Linked DNA regions of Mus musculus: region 1 is linked to region 2. A link is a contact called in public promoter capture Hi-C data. All regions are on one chromosome and are shown on one strand. Each heading gives the region's core, a stretch centred on a gene start, on an enhancer-like site or on the middle of the called end of the contact. The rest is flanking DNA. Distances are from core to core; before and after follow the strand shown. Region 1 holds the start of Chrna10 (cholinergic receptor, nicotinic, alpha polypeptide 10). Region 2 has its middle 20 kb from the start of Lrrc51.

Region 1 (5,192 bases), core at 1,725-4,224, 180 kb before region 2:
ATTTCCAAGAAGATAAAACTGTCACTGAGACAGGTCTGGATGCGCCCTAGGGGCAAATAGAGAAGGCCTTTACCACATTGCTGCTGGCTATAGGAAGTCCCAGGTACTAGCCTGAAACAGCTGATATTTGGGGCTGTCACAGACAATATGGCCACCCCTTGGTCTTTATGCATGAAGATTATGTAAAGGTTTTTATTAAAAAATATATATATATATATAAATGATCTAGATTATTTTCCTCTTTCTGAAGTACTTTCTTAAAAAAATAAAATTAAATGTTTATAGTATTCCTGGTGGTATTGACTTTCTCTTTGTGTTTTTGGAGACTCTGAGAAGAAACCGATCCTAAGTTAAAGAGCGAGCGAGGGGCTGAGGAGTGAGTTCAGAGGGTCAGAGCACTAACCACACAAGTCTGACAATCCAAGTTTAGTTCTCAGACTCCTGATAAAGCAAGCTGTGTTGTTAGCACACATCTGTAATCCCAGTGCGCTGTATGTGCCTGGCAGCACTCTCATGGATACATGTTTACGTGTATTTTGATCATATCCATCACTCCCACTCTGAATTTCCAGCATTCTGGTTTTGTTTTGTCTTTGTCTGAATTTATTAATATTTTATGTGTATTGTGGTTTGCCTGTATGTATTCACCACTACAAAGTGAGTTCCAGGACAGCCAGGGCTACACAGAGAAACCCTGCCTTGAAAAACAAAAAGTATATTCAGATGAACAACTTCAATTTAGAATCTACGTGCATAAATTTGTGTGTAGTATTTATCAATCAGTAACTTCCTTGTCCCTAAATCTGTCCAAACTTAGCCTTTGGGCTTAGATGTAGCTCAACTGTAGAGATCTTGCCTAGTATGCAAAGAACTTGGGTTCAGTTCCCATTACTGCAGATGGAGAAGTATGCTCAGCATTTAACTATCCAGTATTTATTTGTGAGCATCATGTGTGCCCAAGGTCAGGACAACTTGGAAACTGTTACTGCCTTCCTCCTCTTTGAGGCAGGGTCTCTAATTCCTGCTGCCATGCTGCCTTCTCCAGGCTAGATGGCAGGTCAGTTCCAGGGTGATGCTCTTGTCTCCATCCCCTAGTAAGAGTTCTGAGAAATTGGGGCTGGAAGATGGCCTAGTGGTGAAGAACACTGGCTGCTTCTCAAGAGGACCCAGGCTTGATTCTCAGCACCCATAAAGTGGCTCAGAACTGTTCCAGATTCTAGTTCTTGAGGGTCCGCCGCTCTCTGGCTTCCACAGGCACTAGGCCTCGAGCTCAGAAATCCGCTTGCCTCTGCCTACCAAGTGCTGGGATTAAAGGCGTGCGCCACCACTGCCCGGCCCTGAATATACTTTTCTATTCAAAGCCTGCTCTGTACTGGAGGTTCTTAAACCAGGAGTCACTGCTTTCTAAGGTAGCGATGATTCCTCAACTGGCTGCTTCACACAGGCCTCTTGGAGTATCCAATGAGAATTCAAGTCTACTTGTGTCTAATTGTTGAACCGAGGATCGAGCAAATTCCAGGTTTAAACCAAAGACTTCCGCAACATCATAGAATTGGAGGATAAAAGAACAGAGAGGGTCTGCTTTGTCTGAGTCTTCAATCCCTGATGTCAGGAGTTGATTAGTTTGCAAACCTCCCTCCACGCTGACTCAGAATGGCCAGGCTTCTGCCAGAGAATTCTTGACTTTCTTATGCCAAAGGTGTTTCAAAAAGAATGTGCTCCAGCTCGTGGTTTTAGCGGCATTAAGGATTATTGGTATGGGGAATACTTGCTGGTTTTTGAGACAGGGTTTCTCTGTGTAGCCCTGGCTATCCTGGAACTCACTCTGTAGACCAGGCTGGCCTCGAACTCAGAAATCCACCTGCCTCTGCCTCCCGAGTGCTGGGATTAAAGGCGTGTGCCACCATGCCCAACTGGAATACTTGCTCTTAGGACAAGTTAGGGAAAAAAAAGGAAGGCTGGGCTGTAGTTCACTGTTGCTTGCCTAGCAGGCAGGAAGCTAGGTTCAGAAGCCAATACTACATAAGCTGAGCATGGTGATGCCTGCCTGCCTGCATCTCAGCACGTGGGAAGTGGAGGCAGGAGAGGCAGGGGTGCAAGGTGATCCTTGACTAATTGGGACTAAAAGGGCAGCACATGCCGGGCGGTGGTGGCGCACACCTTTAATCCCCAGTACTTGGGAGGCAGAGGCAGGCAAATTCTGAGTTCGAGGCCAGCCTGGTCTACAAAGTGAGTTCAGGACAGCCAGGGCTACACAGAGAAACCCTGTCTCGAAAAACCAAAAAAAAAAAAAAAAAAGGCAGCACATAAACTGGAAGCCGAGCACATAATTATAATCCAAATATTTGGGAGGTGGAGGCAGAAGTCCGTGGTCATTCTAAAGTGTAAGTCTTCTGACCGAATAATCCTCACTGTGACCCTTTATCTGCTAATCCCTACCCTTCCCCCTAACCCTGATCAGCCCCTCACACCCGTCCGCAGTATTTAGGCACTGGGTAGAGTATCAGCCTGGAAACACGACAAGAACTGAGGAAATGCTTCACAGAGCCATGTGAAGTGGTCTGACTCAGCTCACTCCCATGAAGACGGCAGAGCTTAGCTGGACAAAACCCCTGAGTCTAAGGTGTCCAGTCCCTTACTGAGAGGAAAAGGAGCCTCTAGAATTCAAGGAATGTAGCTGAGCTGGGGGGGGGGGGGGGCAGGTACAGTTCTCATTCACAGGCCTCAGCCCCATATACCTTTAGAGCATAATGTTTTGCACTTTCAGATCCTGGCATCTCTAAACCTTCCCAACCCCCAGGACTCTGAGTTACACAATTTGAATAATTTAGGACCCAGCACCCTCAGGTGTCAGTTTCAGTTGTTCTGTTCCCATGGGCACCAGTATGCCAACCCTGCAATTAAGCTAAAAGAAGTCAGTGGAAGAGGGGTGCTCTCCAGTGCCTCAAACCCTGATACGAGTTCCTGGCCCTATTCTGCTGAGAGCAGCAGGCTTGCTCAGAGCCCAGGTACAGGGAATGGATTGAAGGGGGGTTTGAGGTGCTGTAAGAGGAGAAGAAAGGGGGAGAGAGGAAAGAAAACAGAAACCAAGACCATTACAGAGGAAGAAAGCAAATTGAGACAGAGAGGTAAAAGACGGCACTAGTCATATGGAAAGGGACGGAAGATGGAGCCAGAGAGGCTGTGAAGAGCAAAGGAGAAACTGCAGGTACAAGGACCAGGTATAGTACTGCAGGCAGGTGCAAACAGGAGACCAGAAGGAAAGCCGCAATCTCTGGTTTCCAGGTACTGTCCACCTCATCCGTGCCAGCAGGGCCTGTTGCTTTACATCTCCTCAAGACCTGCCCACCCTCTGGCTGTGGTAGCGACATGGGGACCAGGAGCCACCACCTGGGTCCTGGGTTTCTGCTCCTGCTCTTTCTCCCTGCAGGTAATGAACCAGGTCTATCTGACACCGCCATTATTCCTGTCCACCACAAGCCTCCAGTCCCTACCCTTCTCTTCAGTGCCTGCTGAGAGCAAGCTATCTGGGGAATGTGGAGGAGAGGGTGCTGAAGATGGGAGTGGGGGAGAAGTAACTGTAAAAAGTCAGGTGTGCAAACCCCTTTAGCTCCTTGGGTACTTTCTCTTGCTCCTCCATTGGGGACCCTGTGTTCCATCCAATAGCTGACTGTGAGCATCCACTTCTGTTTGCCAAGCACCGGCATAGCCTCACAAGAGACAGCTATATCAGGGGCCGTTCAGCAAAATCTTGCTGGCGTATGCAATGGCATCAGCTTTTGGAGGCTGATTATGGGATGGATCCCCGGGAATGGCAGTCTCTAGATGGTCCATCCTTTCGTCTCAGCTCCAAACTTTGTCTCCATAACTCCTTCCATGGGTGTTTTGTTCCCAATTCTAAGAAGGGGCAAAGTGTCCACTCTTTTTTGGTCTTCGTTCTTCTTGAATTTCATGTGTTTTGCAAATTGTATCTTGTATCTTGGGTATTCTAAGCTTCTGGGCTAATACCAACAATATGAACTAACCAGTACCCCCGGAGCTCGTATCTCTAGCTGCATATGTAGCAGAAGATGGCCTAGTCGGCCATCATTGGGAAGAGAGGCCCCTTGGTCTTGCAAACTTTATATGCCTCAGTACAGGGGAACGCCAGGGCCAAGAAGTGGGAGGGGTGGGGGGGGGAGGGTATGGGGGACTTTTGGGATAGCATTTGAAATGTAAATGAAGAAAATCCCTAATTTAAAAAAAAGGTCAGGTGTGGCCTCAAACACCTATAACCACAGTGCTGTAGGAACCTGAGCCAGGAGGATTGCTGGGATTGCTGGCCAACCAGACTAGCTGAAAAAAACGGCAAGTTGCAAGTTCAGTGCGAGACCCTGTCTCAAGAGAACAGGGTAGAAAGTGATAAAGCCAGAAACCCAGTCCTCTCCTCTGGCTTCTGAAGACATATGAGTAAATGGCACAGAGCATCAAAAATGTGTGAGACCACGGAACAGGTGACAAGGCTCTAGCTGGGGGGTGATAGATGTGAACAGAGACCGCTGGATGACAGTCAAATTCTCATTCACCCTCTAGAGTGCCTGGGAGCTGAGGGTAGACTGGCTCACAAGCTGTTTCGTGACCTGTTTGCCAACTATACAAGTGCCTTGAGACCAGTGGCAGACACAGACCAGACTCTAAATGTGACCCTGGAGGTGACGTTGTCTCAGATCATTGATATGGTATGATATGGTAGTGGTGGGATGTGTGAATCGAGGGAAGAAGGGCCATCTCCTAATGATCTTTTTCCTATGTGTTAATATTAATAATGACATGCCGGGCGTGGTGGCGCACGCCTTTAATCCCAGCACTCGGGAGGCAGAGGCAGGCGGATTTCTGAGTTCAAGGCCAGCCTGGTCTACAAAGTGAGTTCCAGGACAGCCAGGGCTGTACAGAGAAACCCTGTCTCGAAAAAACCAAGTAATATATATATGTGTATATATATATATATATACATATATATATATATATATATATATTAATAATGACAGTGGTCATTAACTCCTGCATACCGGTTGATGGCCCAAGATTTTACACTCTGGTATTTACTGAGTGCTCTCCCCCCGCCCCACCTTCCCCAAGCAGGAATTATTGGTGGGATTAATTGGAGATTAAAAACCCCACCAAGGGCACACAAGTTCAAGTCTGGATGGGAA
Region 2 (5,335 bases), core at 2,315-4,814:
AATTGTTTTCTGGGAGCACAAAGAAGCTGTGTTCCAGAGATACCCAAGGTTGTACCTCATGCTGCGGCTGGACTTGGTAATGTGTAAGAGTCACTCAGGTGGTACTGCTTGTGAAGGAATGAAGGGATCATGGAGAGAAGCTGAGCTTAGCACCGTGAGAGGCCAGGGAAGGCCATTGGAGAAGGTGAAGCCTCAGCTGTAGTTGATAGCCCAGGACTAAAGGGGTAATGCAAAGGATTTGAGGCTTGGCACCATGAAGAGAGCCTATGAGAGGCTATTGGTGAAGCCTAGTTGGAGTGGAACACCCCAGTGTATTAGAGATGTCAGTACCATGGGATGATCACCAAGATCAGCAGCCATAGTGGAGTGGATCAAGCATAAGATCTAAGCATAGAGTGCTACAGAGGGCAGAGATGGATAAGTGATGCCAGCCCTTAGGAGGAGTCCAAAAGATCAAGTGGAATCCCAGACACTGAAACAAGAAGCTGTAACATTGAAATTGCCTTGGAGACTCAAAGATGTTAAAGATGCCAGAGCCATGGGATACATGCTGAGGAAAGCTGCTAACAGGGAGTGGAACGAGCCCAGGAGAAAGCAGTTTGTTGCAGTCAACAAAGATGAAAAAGGAGTGGAGATCTGAAGACCACTTTGACATTAGCCATGGAGATGCAGAGTTTGGAGTTTGCCCAGCTGGTTTCCTGCCTTGCTTTGGGGATTACAGTTAATTAAGTTGAATGAATCTCAGAAGAGACCTTGAACCTTGGACTTTTAACATTGTTGCGACTGCTATAGACTATGAGGACTTTGAAAGTTGGACTAAATGCATTTTGCATTATGTTTAAGTATGGCCCCCATAGACTCATGTTTTTGAACAAGTCTATGGGGACCAGGGAGTGGAATGTGATGGTTTGTATATCCTTGGACCAGGGAGTGGCACCATCTGAAGGTGTGGCCTTGTTGGAATAGGTGTGACCTGGTTGGAATGGGTGTGTCACTGTGGGTGTGGGTATAAATAAGATCCTCACCCTAGTTGCCTGGAAGTCAGTCTTCCACTAGCAGCCTTTGGATGAAGACATAGAACTCTCAGCTCCTCCTGTGCCATGCCTGCCTGGATACTGCCATGCTCCCACCTTGATGATAATGGACTGAACCTCTGAACCTGTAAGCCAGCCCCAATTAAATGTTGTTTTTTATAAGACTTGCCTTGGTCATGGTGTCTGTTCACAGCAGTAAAACCCTAACTAAGACAGGGAGGGAGGGAGGGATCCAAGGGACCCAACACCCCTTCTGGTTTCTTGGGGTACCCACACACATTTATCCACTCACTCACACACAAACACAAATGAGCTGACAAAAACGTTCACACACCATAAAAATAAAATCTTTTTTAAAAATAATGAAAGATGAAATTTCATCCAGCAGGATAAATAAATTTACACCATTGGGCTATTGATGGCTCATCAGGTAAGACTACTGCCATACCTGAAGGTGTGAATTTGATTCCCTGGGACCCACATGGTGGAAAAAAAGACCCAAACCCAAAAAGTTGTCTGTTGACCTTCACACATATGCCGAGGTACACATGTGCCCCTTACACATGTGTGTGTGTGTATAATTTTAAAAAAAATAACACCATGTAATGAAAATTGTAACACAAATGACAACCAGGAGGATCTTAAAGAGGAAGATAGGTTCCTACAATGAAACTGTAAAAATCATGAGCACAGTTCTCAAAAAAAAAAAAAAAAAAAAAGAAAGAAAGAAAGAAAGAAAAAGAAAAAGTCCAAGCTGAACATGCCTTTAATTCCACCGCTCAGGAGGCTCAAGCAAGTGGATCGCTATGATTCTGGGTCATCTCTATAGCAAATGCCAAGCTGGCCAGACCTCCATAGTGACACAAAAAAAGGGACGAACAAAAGCAAAAATTCAATTAAATCACATTTCATATATGTTGAGAGAAAATAACTTAGAAGCCTAGTATCCAGCTAACAATCAAAACTGAAGATGAAATAAAGACATTTTTCAACAAAACAATGTTTACTACTAGGAGACACCCAGCCTCACCTCCAACTGCAGGAAATATCTAAAGGAGTAACATGAATTTATTCAACATAAAAGAAAAGAGCCAAGTGTGTGGGGGGTGGGGGGGAGGGGAGATGGCCAGAAAACAAGCAGGAAATATACACAGGCACAATAGAGGTATGCTTCAGTGGAAGAGGCCTAGAAAATATATTTGTTCCCCAGCACTGCAAAAAGGAAAATAGGGGTACAGAAGGCAGTTCTACACTAAGATGGATTTTTCTGCCTTTGGTAATGGTTTCATTCTTGCACATGCTCATTTTGAATCTGAACACTTCTTGATAAGCTTGGTGTATAATAGGTAAAAATCAATGACCTCAGAACCTTCTGGCCATCTGTTCTTATCAATTACACACAAATATCAAAACAGCCCTTGCTCAGTTCTGTTTAGGCATCGGGGTAGGGCTGTGTCTGCAGCCCAACAATTCTACAGTTCTTAGTTCAAGGCATTCATCCCACTTCCAAATCTCACAAATAAAAATAAACTTCCAGGGCTGGAGAGATGGCTCAGCAGGTAAGAGCACTGACTGTTCTTCCAGAGTTCAATTCCCAACAACCACATAGTGGCTCACAACCATCTGTAATGGGATCTAATGACCTCTTCTGCTGTGTGCTCACATACATTAAATAAATAGATAGATGATAGATAGATAGATAGATAGATAGATAAAGAAATCTTCCAAAAGGAAATGTTTCTTAGTGAGCCATCAGGTAAAATCTCACTCTGACAGAGTAAGACTGGCTTTAGACTAAGATTCAGACCTTACAATTAGTCATCATGTGCTTGAACTTGGACCAACAAAAGAGTCCTTTGTGCTTCTTCCTCTAAAGGAGAAAAGTACCACACAGGAACAGAACACATATACCTATTCGTGTGCCTGAAAGCTTCCCTTGACCTGAATACGCACCATACACAGACACAGGTAAGATATCCACAGCGCAGAGTCTCCCTACTCCCTCCCTTACCGGCAAAGCTCCCTCCCCATAACAGACTTGAGAGAGTAGTAAGACTTGACAAACCCAGAACTTTGGAAACAAAAGACTAAGCCACACACAAAGAAAAGGAAAAAAAGATATAAATATGGATTAAATCAAGTTGGTAAATTATGTTTTCAGGAGGCAGTTTCATACTTCCACCCCCACCAAAAAAGGATAATATTATGCTGAAATTAAAACAAATACCATCGCTGGGCAGTGGTGGCACACGCCTTTAATCCCAGCACTTGGGAGGCAGAGGCAGGTGAATTTCTGAGTTCGAGGCCGGCCTGGTCTACAGAGTGAGTTCCAGGACAGCCAGGGCTACACAGACAAACCCTGTCTCGAAAAAAAGAAAAAAAAAAAAGAAAGAAAGAAAAAGAAAAAAGAAACAAGCCTGAGAACGTAATCTGTAGCTGAATCTAAGCTGCACCCAAATACCTTTCTGGTCCATGCCCTAGAGTTACTCCCTAGATACTTCCTAGCAATAGGCAATGAAGATTAGTCTGATTGTCTCAGCACCCACCTGTCAGCTTACAATAGTCATTCAGTTAGATGCTTGCCAGGCTATAAACCCCCTGCTTACTGGCCATTTCCGATAAAACCTTTTTCTTCGAGGACTCCAAGACTGGAGCAGTTTCACCTGCCTATCCTGCTCCATCAGGGTCAGAGGTGAGTAGGCCTGAGCTTGAATAAAAGAGACCCTTGTGCAATTGCATCAGAATCAGCTCCTTGATGGGTTGGGGGTCTTGAAAACAGACACAACATTTTGGAGTGTTGGCCAGGAAAGCCTCCACCCAAAGGGTCTCGATACTGGTAATTTCTGTTCACAGGTTTGTGTACCACTACAGAATTCTGTTTGTGTCTGCACAGCACTGTGGTAACTTTAGTTCCAGGTGGCATCCAGGTAGCTTTGGTTCCGGGTGTCTGCACAGCACTATGGTCTATGTCTGTCAGTGTGTAATTCTGTTCTGTTCCAGGTCTCTGCACAGCACTTCGAACTTTGGTTCCAGGAAGCAATGAGGTAACTTTGGTTTAGGGTGTCAGCGATGCAGTCTGTGTTGTTGTTTGTATGTAAACTGAGAGGTGCCATATCTGTCAGACTTGAGAATTGGTTTTGAATCTGTAATTGTGATCAGAGGTAGCTGAAGCTGATGCACTGGAACCAAACGGAGCTCGAAGACATTCCAGACCCCAATCAGTAGACTTTGCTGTCTCAATCTAGGATTGGATGCTGGACTCAGAGAGCCATGGGTGCTACCTTCTGGTTATTTCTCATTCCCTCTTGACAGAGAGCATTTTTCTTGTGTTTTGGTTGTTGTCCTCACTGTCAGGACTAATTGTCTACCCTTGAGTTTCTCATTACAGGGTGACTTTGACTCTGACAGATGCTAACATGGGACAATTACCTTCAACTCCACCTAAATTGTTTCTTAGCCACTTTAAGGATGTTAAAACTAGGGGACACAATCTCTGTCACCATTGGGAAAGATAAACTAACCATATTTTTCAAGCCAGGATGACCCACCTTTAACACTGGCTGGCCCCAGTAGGGGCGGGGGGGGGGGGGATACTTTGACCTGGGAATGGTCCAAGGGATCAAGAAAGTCATCTTTTTTAAGATTTATTTATTTATTTTATTTATATGAGTACATCACCATTGCTCCCTTCAGACACACCAGAAGAGGGCATCAGACCCCATTACAGATGGTTGTGAGCCACCATGTGGTTGCTGGGAATTGAACTCAGGGCCTCTGGAAGAGCCTGAGCCATCTCCCCAGCCCCAAGAAAGTCATTTTTAGACCCAAACCTGGCCACCCAGACCAAATACCTTATGGTGGTCTGGCAAGACCTCCTACAGGACTGGCCCTCTTGGCTTAAACTTTTTCTCCCTAGACAACAGGCAGACGTTTTTGCCTTGGCTAGCAAAAAGCCCAAGGATACAAAGGAAGAGACACTGGACCATCCCTCTACCTGGTCCTCCAAGGAAGAATATTATCTTTCTACCTCTACCTTCTTGTACCCCTCAGAGGGAACAGCAGCTGCTACAGGCAGCTCTGCGGCAGGCAGCCCTGCTGCAGGCAGGGAAGGTGGGACCTGATGCAGGAACACAAAGCCATCAGGAGCTTCCTGGAGCCTGAGTCTGTTATCTTGTCCTTGGACACTGCAGAATCAGTCAATGATGATCAAGGAAACCAACCTCATCCCTATAATTCCTTCATCACTAGTGACCTGTATAACTGGAAGACTCAGAACTCTCCTTTTCAGACAACTCTCAAGA

What was found. Promoter capture Hi-C pulls out the DNA fragments that hold promoters and counts their contacts.
Region 1: a contact with region 2 is called in a promoter capture Hi-C map of embryonic stem cells, with 4 times the contacts expected there. The contact joins the promoter of Chrna10 here to the enhancer-like site in region 2. A contact is called at or near these places in 18 of 39 promoter capture datasets (the 3T3-L1 cell line, the C10 cell line, the SN4741 cell line and 12 more), 4 of 115 datasets of contacts at active chromatin or transcription factors (the SCID.adh cell line, bone marrow-derived macrophages and embryonic stem cells) and 4 of 9 other capture datasets (adipose tissue, embryonic stem cells, liver and 1 more).

What each region holds. Positions count from the first base shown.
Region 1 is chr7:102,114,495-102,119,686 of GRCm38.p6, reverse strand. It overlaps Chrna10 (cholinergic receptor, nicotinic, alpha polypeptide 10), which reads left to right and starts at 2,974. Exons shown (of 5, transcript NM_001081424.1): 1 at 2,974-3,430; 2 at 4,573-4,718. The coding sequence starts at 3,370. It overlaps Nup98 (nucleoporin 98), which reads left to right. Exons shown (of 33, transcript NM_001287164.1): 33 at 1-287. It also overlaps a transcript of Art1 not described here.
Region 2 is chr7:101,938,645-101,943,979 of GRCm38.p6, reverse strand. It overlaps a transcript of Numa1 not described here. Among named protein-coding and RNA genes, the nearest start is that of Lrrc51, 20 kb to the right of the region's middle. Within about 2 kb of position 3,564, at least 10 of the 459 cell types and tissues checked have an H3K27ac peak or open chromatin away from gene starts, as enhancers often do. A contact at or near this core is called in embryonic stem cells, where this site is marked.